Regions from separate parts of the Danio rerio genome. Here region 1 is linked to region 2. Evidence: chromatin contacts called from public Hi-C data. All regions are on one chromosome and are shown on one strand. The core of a region is the stretch at or near the end of the contact, and the rest is flanking DNA. Distances in the headings are between cores, read along the strand shown.

Evidence for each region. A called contact is a pair of places that touch in the nucleus more often than the background predicts.
Region 1: a contact with region 2 is called in a Hi-C map of hematopoietic stem cells, with 2.1 times the contacts expected there. The contact joins the promoter of tbc1d25 here to the promoter of mapre1a in region 2. A contact is called at or near these places in 2 of 18 Hi-C or Micro-C datasets (caudal fin and hematopoietic stem cells) and 1 of 4 datasets of contacts at active chromatin or transcription factors (gastrula embryo).

The regions. Positions count from the first base shown.
Region 1 is chr8:25,549,713-25,554,544 of GRCz12tu, reverse strand. It overlaps tbc1d25 (TBC1 domain family, member 25), which reads right to left and starts at 1,271. Exons shown (of 7, transcript NM_001128236.1): 1 at 945-1,271. The coding sequence starts at 989. trnah-gug (transfer RNA histidin (anticodon GUG)) reads right to left here and starts at 1,746; the gene lies at 1,675-1,746. It overlaps nt5dc2 (5'-nucleotidase domain containing 2), which reads right to left. Exons shown (of 14, transcript NM_001077143.2): 14 at 3,169-4,335. The coding sequence ends at 4,074.
Region 2 is chr8:25,273,144-25,278,036 of GRCz12tu, reverse strand. It overlaps mapre1a (microtubule-associated protein, RP/EB family, member 1a), which reads right to left and starts at 1,868. Exons shown (of 8, transcript NM_199864.2): 1 at 1,736-1,868; 2 at 1,129-1,297; 3 at 480-625. The coding sequence starts at 1,249. It overlaps dnmt3ba (DNA (cytosine-5-)-methyltransferase 3 beta, duplicate a), which reads right to left. Exons shown (of 25, transcript NM_001020476.2): 25 at 2,624-4,686. The coding sequence ends at 4,545.

The sequences.
Region 1 (4,832 bases), core at 22-2,521, 280 kb before region 2:
AAGTCAGCGGTATATACAGTGCTCAGCATAATTGAGTTCTCCCCATTTTGAAAATTAATATTATCATTTCTCAGTGAAATTAGGCAATGTATTTTGGTGCATTAAAAAAAAACAGATTTAAAGAACATATATATTTATTAAAATACTATTTAGACACTAAACATGAAAGATAATACAATTAAATTCATGCAAAATATTGACAAAATGTCAACTCAATTTTTCAAATATTTGTTTCTCTTGATTTTTCTTCTTTTACAAAATTGTATTTAATATTTTTCTATACCATTTAAATTTCAGTGTACTAGTTTTTGGACAGTCATCGTAAATTATTTTGTTAGATAAGCTCCTGATTGGCTTCAGCACTGACTAATGTAATGTACAAGCACAAATACTGTATAGCTTCCTATTAAAAATATAATTTTAAAAGATATGTCAGAGGTGTACTTATACATGCTGACCACTGTATTTGTGCGACAAGTTTTTTTACGCAAATAAGCATCTAATTATAGACCGTTTATAAACGGTTACATTTGGACACAAAAACAACAACGATGAAAAAACTGAACCGTTACTTCGAAATGAAAATATATTTCACGAAAATATCGCATGATAATTCAAATAATATAGTAATTATAATTGTTCTGATCGTACTGTACTGTAAAACATATTTTTATGATGCGGTCACGATTCGTAAACAACAAAGATGCCAACGAAGAAAAAGCGACGGACGTGAAGACTAGGGCTGATGAACAAACAACAATTCCCCACGACAGACGAACGATAACGTTAGACGTGAAACCAGACACTCGTGGCCTGACAGGACCGCTGTGTGTTACTGTGTTTTCATCCTGCCCGCCGTGTTGATGTGTGTGTGTGTGTGTGTGTGTGTGTGTGTGTGTGTGGTTGGGGTTTCTACCTGCCGCTCGCTCCCCAAAATTCCTCACCTTGACTTTGACACGAACTACCCCCCTCTCCTCCTCAACAGACATGGTGGGTAGTCCGCTCTAATGGTCTCGTTCAAAGATGGGATGTTGTCATCCAGAAGAAAAAAATGAAAGTAAAATAACAATGGATGCGGGTACCCGTTCTCCCCTCTCTTACTGCTTTGGCAGGTTCAATGAAAACTCCTCTAACAAGACACTCAAAAACAACCGACATCCTGCTGACACGTTTCAAAATAAAAGCCTCGCTGCAAGCAAAGCTAGAGGTGTTTCTTGTATAATACATATCTATTTTAATGATAATTCAGGTATCTGATAATCAGTGTTTCGTCTATGTAGATCCATAAATACAGACACTAACGACTATATCCATACCGAAGGCTTTCACGTTTTGAAACAACAGGATATGACGACACATTTGCATTACATCATTGGATTCATGAAGGAATGAACGATCTATGTGAGGAAAAAAACAAAAATCTTATGAAAATTAGAATTAACGACTGAACAAATGTCTGTTGGTGATTTAAAGCGATTTCATTCCAAATAATGCGTTATTTAAATTATGATGAATGTATTTGGGCAAATTAATATAACGTTAATAAGTCTAAGACTAAGTTATTACATTTGTATATATTAAAATGAATACGTTTAATGTATAGTATACGTTATATTGTATTGTAAAATGTATCAGCCACAGCAATATGAAAACGAATGCTTTGCTCTGTATATTTGCCGTGACCCGGATTCGAACCGGGGTTGCTGCGGCCACAACGCAGAGTACTAACCACTATACGATCACGGCGCGCTACTGAGCAGCTGCGCGTCTCAGGCAGATTCAGACCTTATAATTGTACAAAAAGGAGACGTGCGCGTATTTTCAAACATTTCTGGCTCATTTTTTTTCTTCAAATGTTTCTTACGCTCTCGGGCTGCCTTTGTTTGGCCCAAAAGTATAGTAAACACTTTTAATATCGTGAAGCATTATGTCCATATATATTTTTAGTAAACACTTTTAATATCGTGAAGCACTATGTCCATATATATATTTTTCTAAAGTTTTGATGAAAATGTTGGCAATTTGAAAAAATAACAACTTATTTTAAACGAAAGATATTTCATACCACCACAAACTTCTTTCCCGCACTTTAGATACATTTTTGATTTCGATATTTCTGTGAGGATATATGTCCCTCAAATTTATATTCTCTGTTATTTAAACATACTGTATTTAAAACTTCCACCATATTTAATTAACCTTTGATTTTAAAGCTTTTTTAATTTTGTGAAGTCTTTTTCTATTGAGACCTAAGAATAAAAACTGACTCATAATCTTACTTTTCATTCATTCATTCATTTTCTTGTCGGCTTAGTCCCTTTATTAATCCGGGGTCGGCACAGCGGAATGGACCACCAACTTATCCAGCAAGTTTTTACAGAGCGGATGCCCTTCCAGCCGCAACCCACCTCTGGGAAAAAATCTTACTTTTTACCAAACCATTAGTTTATTTATCTTTTTAAAACAAAAAACGATGCTTTGAAAAATGTTGGAAACTTGTAGCCATTGACAGCCATCGAAAAAAACATGATAAACATTGAAAGTCAGAGACTAGTAATTTTCAAGATTGATCAATGTATGTTTTATTAAAGAGCAAAAATCAGTACAAGGCCCTCGAAAAATGTGAAAAAAAAATATTAAAAAGCTTTTATTCACATGGCTAATCCTTGAAAAAACCTATGTGTGAAATTCAAAGTTTGGAACAAGTGGAGGATGCGTAAATAATGCCAGATTTTTTATTTGTGGGTGAACTATCCCTTTAAGCATAAAAAACACTGATAGTAATAAATGTTTCTTGAGCACCAATTCATATTAGGTTCAGTTTTTTCAAGATTGCAGTGCTGTATTTTACTCTACAGATCACATCAGATTTACCAGTAGATAGATATTAATATGGTTGCCTCTAGGATCTTTCCTTAGCCCTATAATATTTCCATCTATGCCCTTTGTCATTATATTAGTTTTAGTTTTCATTATGCCAATAATTAGCTGTACATTTAATTGAGACCAGAGGAAATTCTTAAAATATAATAAAAATAAATCAAGAATGCAGCATATAATGTTTCTAGCAATTAAAATTGTATTAAATTGGGATATAAGAGACCAAAAACTGTACACAGAAGCCATGGCAATAAATCTGGCATGTTTAGTGAAGGAGAATCAACACTATTAATACAAAGCCTTTTATTTGATTTTATAAATTGTAGAGCACGTACATACAAAAAGATGACATCTTTCTTGTTCCTGGAAAACCGAATTTAGCAGCATAGCTATTCACAGACTTAAATGTAAGCAAACAATGCTCTGATTGTACAGAAGCTTAGTCTAAAGCCACAAACAGTGAGGCCCGGCAAGGTCAAAAACAACAACAGCATTTGGTTTCGCCCACCAGGAGCTTCCATGTATGTAAAAACAGCTGTGATTTATAAACAAAAATCATAAAAAGCTGCGGCAACTGGCATTATGAGTTCATGTTTAAAAAACAATCGAGTCTAGGCTACATTATTCCTGTAGTGTAAAGATTAAGTAACATGACGACACCAAATCTAAGAAGCTATTTGACCTAATCATACATGGAATCAGACCTACTGTATTTGTAACTCTTATTGTGCATTTTTGGCCAGCGGCGCAATACTTTGGCCTAACCAGAGTTGAAAAACATCTGGGTACCCCAAGTATAGTCTATTTGTATCCATTCTGTTATCATGACTCATGTTAATACAAACATCACTCTGATGCGACTACAGCACTCATGACGACAGGGTTAATCTACAAAACCAAAACAAAAGAGAGAGAACTGTAAACCACTCAACACTATGTTTAGTAAGACATAATGCAACAGCATCAAATGTAAATAAAAAAATTAGGAGGTAAGAACATTAGGACGAATCCATCGACAAGCCTTTGTCTTTCACCGTCCAAGGCTTGAGAACGTTGAGATGCATTGTAACATAACATCCAGCAGGTGGCCCCGTTGCATGTGGTGTTAGCGCAGAAAGTGCCACGTCTCCATTGCCAAAGAGACACAACCCTCATTCACTTTTCAGTTCAGATTTGCACCTTTGGTGGGGGTTTTAGCGAATATGGGCCATTTCCTCCAAGAAGGGCGTCTTCATGCAGCCAGTGCAGAGCTGGTCCATCCAGAGGGGTGCTTCGTGTTGCAGGGGGGTCCGGCGGGGGTAGAACGTGTACGAGAGGTCATAGTTGAGCAAGCAGCTGATAGAGGCCATGTACAGGTCTGAGAATCGGCACAGGCGGCGGGAGAAGTAGGTCGGGTTGTGGCAGGTACGGAATATGCTGCCAAAGTGAGGGTTGAAGAGGTTCTTGGTGACGGCCCTGTAAAAATGGACATTGGGAGGCATGTTAGAAATCGAGATGGGTCGTTCGTGAACTATTATGCTTTTTTCGAACAAATCTTTCATGGTCCATTACCACTGAGTGGTACAGCACGGCAGGGGTTCTCAAACTTTCAGCCCGGGACCCCCAATATAACAATGCCAATGACTCCCAACCCCCACTATTTTTGGAAGTGGTTATAATCATACAAACGTTGCACACAACACTGACACAAACCAATAGGCCTATATAAACACAAGCATATTGGCAACACAAAAAAGTGCAACAGTCTAACAACCATATTATTTTTAATTTTTCATTATTATTTAATATTAACCTCACCTAATGAGACTGGTGGGCACAATATTTAAGTTACATCACCAGTCTTTTCTTGGTTTAATTTTGAAGACTGCCACCTAAAGATCATCCCTCATGTTCAGTTGTGGCCTGTATTTATTTTAAATGTATGTGAGTGCTGTAAAGGTGTCAAAGTTTAG
Region 2 (4,893 bases), core at 619-3,118:
ACATGAATCAATGCCAAGAAATCCTATTTTGCTGTTCATGTCGAATTTTACACATAGAATAGTTAAATACAAGTGTCTAAATGTAAATGCTTATACTTTTTGCCTATAAATGTGTAAAACCTAGTGTTTTGAAGATTGAAAAGGACAAATAATAAATATTTTTATTGCCACTGTGATCCTTAAATGGAGCCTTTTAATATGTTAAACTAGAGTATTTAAATAGAGTAATTTAATATGTTAGAGTATTTAAATAGAGTCTTTTAATGCGTTATAAAATATTCATTGGGTTTAATATGCATGACAAGATTTTCTGCTATATAATCTACTTGTTACACTGATTTTTTTCTGATTTCATTAATTTATCTGTAAATCATGGTAAAAGTGTATGATATACATTTTTTAAGTGAAGAAAAACTTTTTAATGCAAAATTTCAAAAACAAAAACTGTGTGCGTTAATAAATGTAACTGGTTAACATACTTTACTAACACCCATCTTTTTAAAACTGGCTTGAAGGAGTTTGAAGTTATGGATGTATTCGTGCTCGAGTTTGGCCTGGAACTTGACTTTCTTCAGTGGAAGACACGATGGGAACAGCATGTCCATAAAGTGACAGTAAGCAGCACCTTAAAAGACATGAACAAAACAGAATCAGCGAATAAAACAAACAATAAATAAATAACTACACATTTAACATCCAACAAAAACAAAAATAACCTCTCTCATTCTTACAATCATTGTCCATCCCTTCACTAAGACTGAAAATAATTAAAAAATTGTTGAAAGCCTGTAACCTTTAACTTCCATGGCATTTGCATTACCTATTATAGAATTTGATGGTTACAGATTTTCAGCTTTCTTTAAAGTGTCTGCATTTGTGTTCAACAACAACAACAAAAAACTCAAAGGTTTGGAATCACTTGAGGGGCAGTAAATATGTGAGATTATTTTTTGGTGAACTATCTCTTTAATATACTAACAACCCATATGACAAACTCATGTCATCCCACTATTATAACATGAAAGATAGACTTTGTGATTACCTCTGAACTGATGCTCGTGTGTGTAATGTATTGATGCTCAAGCTGAAAGTGTGTGAAGGGAAGAGGCCAAACAGCTGCTCACTGACCTGTGCACAGCTGCTCGATCTTGGCATGGTTCATCTGTAAAGACTCGTTTATCCATGTGAGCATGTCATGGCGGCTGAGGTTTTCACTTGTCACCGATGTCGAGAACACGTTCACAGCCATGACTGAGGCAAAACCGAGGATTTAAAGCTGATAGAGATATTCTTTCCGCTGATGTTGCAGAAGAGAACGAGAAGAGAGATTGCGTTAAGCCTCATTTCCTTAAACATACATTCACACCCTTTAACCCTCAACCTACACCACCATAATTTTTACTTCCGAATGTTACTTGATGTCAATTAAAATGTTTGGTTTTATATTTGTATCCACAAAATCAAGTTACTTTTTTGTGAACTTTGTTAACGTTAGATGCCGAATGACCCCTGGTTTGAGCGTCAAACTAGTCTGTTAGTGTTGTTTAACTTCATATAAACAGTTAACGCGTCACGGAAAACCGTTGCTTTTTAATCCGCTGAAGTTTTGAACGATAACGTTTACGCTACCAATAAAACAAACAACGCGTCGTTTAAATTAACAAAACTACTATTAAAAGGCGTGTGAAAACAAAAAAAAGTGTGTAAAGCCTATTAAATCAATGTTTCTTCTTACATTTAATTATGAAAGTCCGCGCTCTGCCGGGATCTTCCGTTTCACCGGCGTGTCGTTCGTAAAGCGCCGCTTCAGCAGCAGCAGCAAGCCTGAAACCACAGCAAACGCTCGATAACTAGCCCCAGATGTCAAAATAAAAGTCATCAACCTACTATATCAAACCGCTTTCTAACAAAATAAAAGTAGTCACGTCAAAATAAAAGTCACTAAATTTAACCACTTATGTATTTTAGAGAACAGTCGATGTAAAGATTTGTCTATTATTCATATTTTTGAGAACTTCGACTCCCCTGCTACGTATTTTTCTTTATTATTTATTTTATTTGTTAATTTTTGTTATTTAAATGTTTTGTATATTTCTAATGAATTTTGTGGCGGTTCATTCCGCTGTCCCAACCCCAGATTAATAAAGGGACTAAGCCAAAAAAAAAATGAATGAATAAATATACTTTGTATTGTTATTAATAAGGATGGAAAGATTGTGAATGTAAATTGATTGTTATCTCAGTCTTTTGTTCCTTCCTGTTATTGTTCAAGCATTGTAAATAAAATAAATAAACAAAAATATCAGTCTATTAAAGTCCTTGTGAACCATAAGTTTTATTTCAGACTTTTATTTCAGTATGTCTAAAAAAATGCATTACAATAAATTTAGCTTAGTGATCATAATAAAATGTATATTTTACATGATTAAAAGCATGACTAAAATCCTATGAAGATAATATAAAGTATAAAGAAAGTTTCAAACGTTATATATGTAATAATCTTTTTTTTTTAAGCATTTGATTTCTTGCTTCTAAGCACAATATTATAGATCAATCTAATAACAAGCAAAAATCTGACAGTTATTTGCTAATACAATGGACATTTCAATAAAAAGACAGTCAATAAAAGAGTTTGGTGCAATTTATTTTTCATCAGTGATGTTAGTACAAGCACGGAATATTAAAGCTAGGGATAAAGATTATTTCAGATATCAAAATCTATGTCTTGTAACTCATCAGTTAAAAACCATCCTATACCTACAGAAATATTAAGCATTCATTTAGCACCAAAATACAGGGTTTTAAAGACCCCTTCAGAAAGAAAACAGAACAGAAAAAAGATATTAAGGCCAATTTAAAGGGTAAAAAATATATAGTATATTCTGTTCACAAAGTATTGAATAAAAAAAATCAAGTGTAACATTAGATGCCAGTCCAATGAGGCCTGCTGGTGTTGAGACCTGAGGGAGTTTTTCCGAAAGAGACAATACTGCACCTCAAAATTACAAACAGACCATCATTTCACATTAATAACATTTAACATTGATAAAAGATGATTCTGGGACTTTCTAAAGCTTTGCTACAACACATAAACATCTCAATGGGACACAGAATCCAGTTACTGATGTTTCACGAAAGCTCACATTCATCTCAAGCTGGCCCGTGTCTCACTAAAATTGGAAGTTTTTTATCCTTGAACACAATCACCATCTGCATAAGGCTTAAAAACACACATGCTAAACACACAACTACAGAACACAAACAGTATTACCACACACATTCTGAAGCTCCAAACTGACATCTTCCACCACACGGGTTGACAAAATGCTCATATACTTGCACTAGACAAATGCGAAGTAGCTCAAATGATTCCTTTTAATTCATTCTCAAGTCATGCCAGTTAAAATCAACGCGTTTATCACAAAAATAGAGCCTGCTCGCTTGTAGGCACTTGTTTCACGTTAAGCTCTTGATCAGTGTGCATAATGTTGTACAAAAAACCTTAAAATTTAGCACCGGGGCTTACTCTTAAATATATATCATGACAAATTCTAAAATAAACAAATTAAAAGCGTCCTGCAGTGACCACAGTTTTAGACCAATAGCCAAAAGTTGCAAATTGGAAGTGCGCACAGGTAACAAATGGGGTAAACAAAAAAAATGCTGCAGTCTTAAAGGAACAGTTCACCCAAAAATGAAAACACTCCAACTGTTTTCTTACTTTCGGGAGGTTCCAAACCTAGTTTTTTCTCTCTAATGAGCACAAAATTAATTATTTGAAAAAATGTTGGGCACCATTCGCCACTGACATCCAACATCTGAAAAAATGGCTGTCAGTTTACAACATTCTTCAAAATATCTTTGTGTTCAGCAAAAGAAATGAACTTAAAAAGCTTTGAAACAAGTGAAGAGTAAGTAAATTACAGAATTTTCATTTGTTTGGATTAAATCATCCATTTAATTGAAATTCAAGTCATCTATGTATATTAATATTGTTTTCAGATGACCCTAAACAGGAAGTGTTTTCAGTGTGGTCCTGGTGGCCAAACATTCTACATTATAAAACAGCATTAGTACTACCAATTATTATTAAAAAAAAAAAATGCAATATTTAATAAAATAACATTCCTAAACAAGGAACATATCTGTAGAAAAGTGATATAAAATGCTACCATGAGGTTAAAATGATTTCAGATAAAAGAGAGCTAGTTAACTTATTCATTCAATTATAAATAGGCATTGCTCCAGACAAAGAACCAATCACAGAATGGCACTGAGGTAGCGGGGTGGAGAATCGTGTGTTTTTCTCCACGTTTACAGTTAAAAACAACAGTACTTATGACTTTAAAAATCAGATCCAAAAGTGTCTGTGCATTCCAAGGACCACTGACCAGGATTTTGAAACAAGTTCTCAATATTGGAAACTAATGAAATGTTAAAAATATTCTGTGAATTTGCAGAAAGCTTTAAAAATAACAATCAAATTCATTTTTCTGAGGGATTTGATGTTGAACCTCCAGTGTTATCTGGACCAGAGAGCAGCTTCACTCGCAAGCAAAGTAATCCTTTAGAGGTGCAAAGAGATGTCGGATCACAGGAACGCTCCAGGACCGTCCTAGGACCTTCTGCCTCTGTCCTCGGCCCATATTATTCACATCTGTGTAATGCTTTGGGAAGCCAAATATTCTGAAAGTGCAAGCAAAAAGAAAACTCAGCCATTTTGTTAAGCCACGATAGAACAAACTCAGTTTTGTTCTTATAGCAAACTGCATGCATGCAAACTAGGGGTCTGAAATATATATATGGTCTATAATACTTTTCCAATTGTTGTTTTAACAATGTGTAATTATGCAGTCACTCTTGCCCCCTGTATTTTCATTTTAAATGATTTTT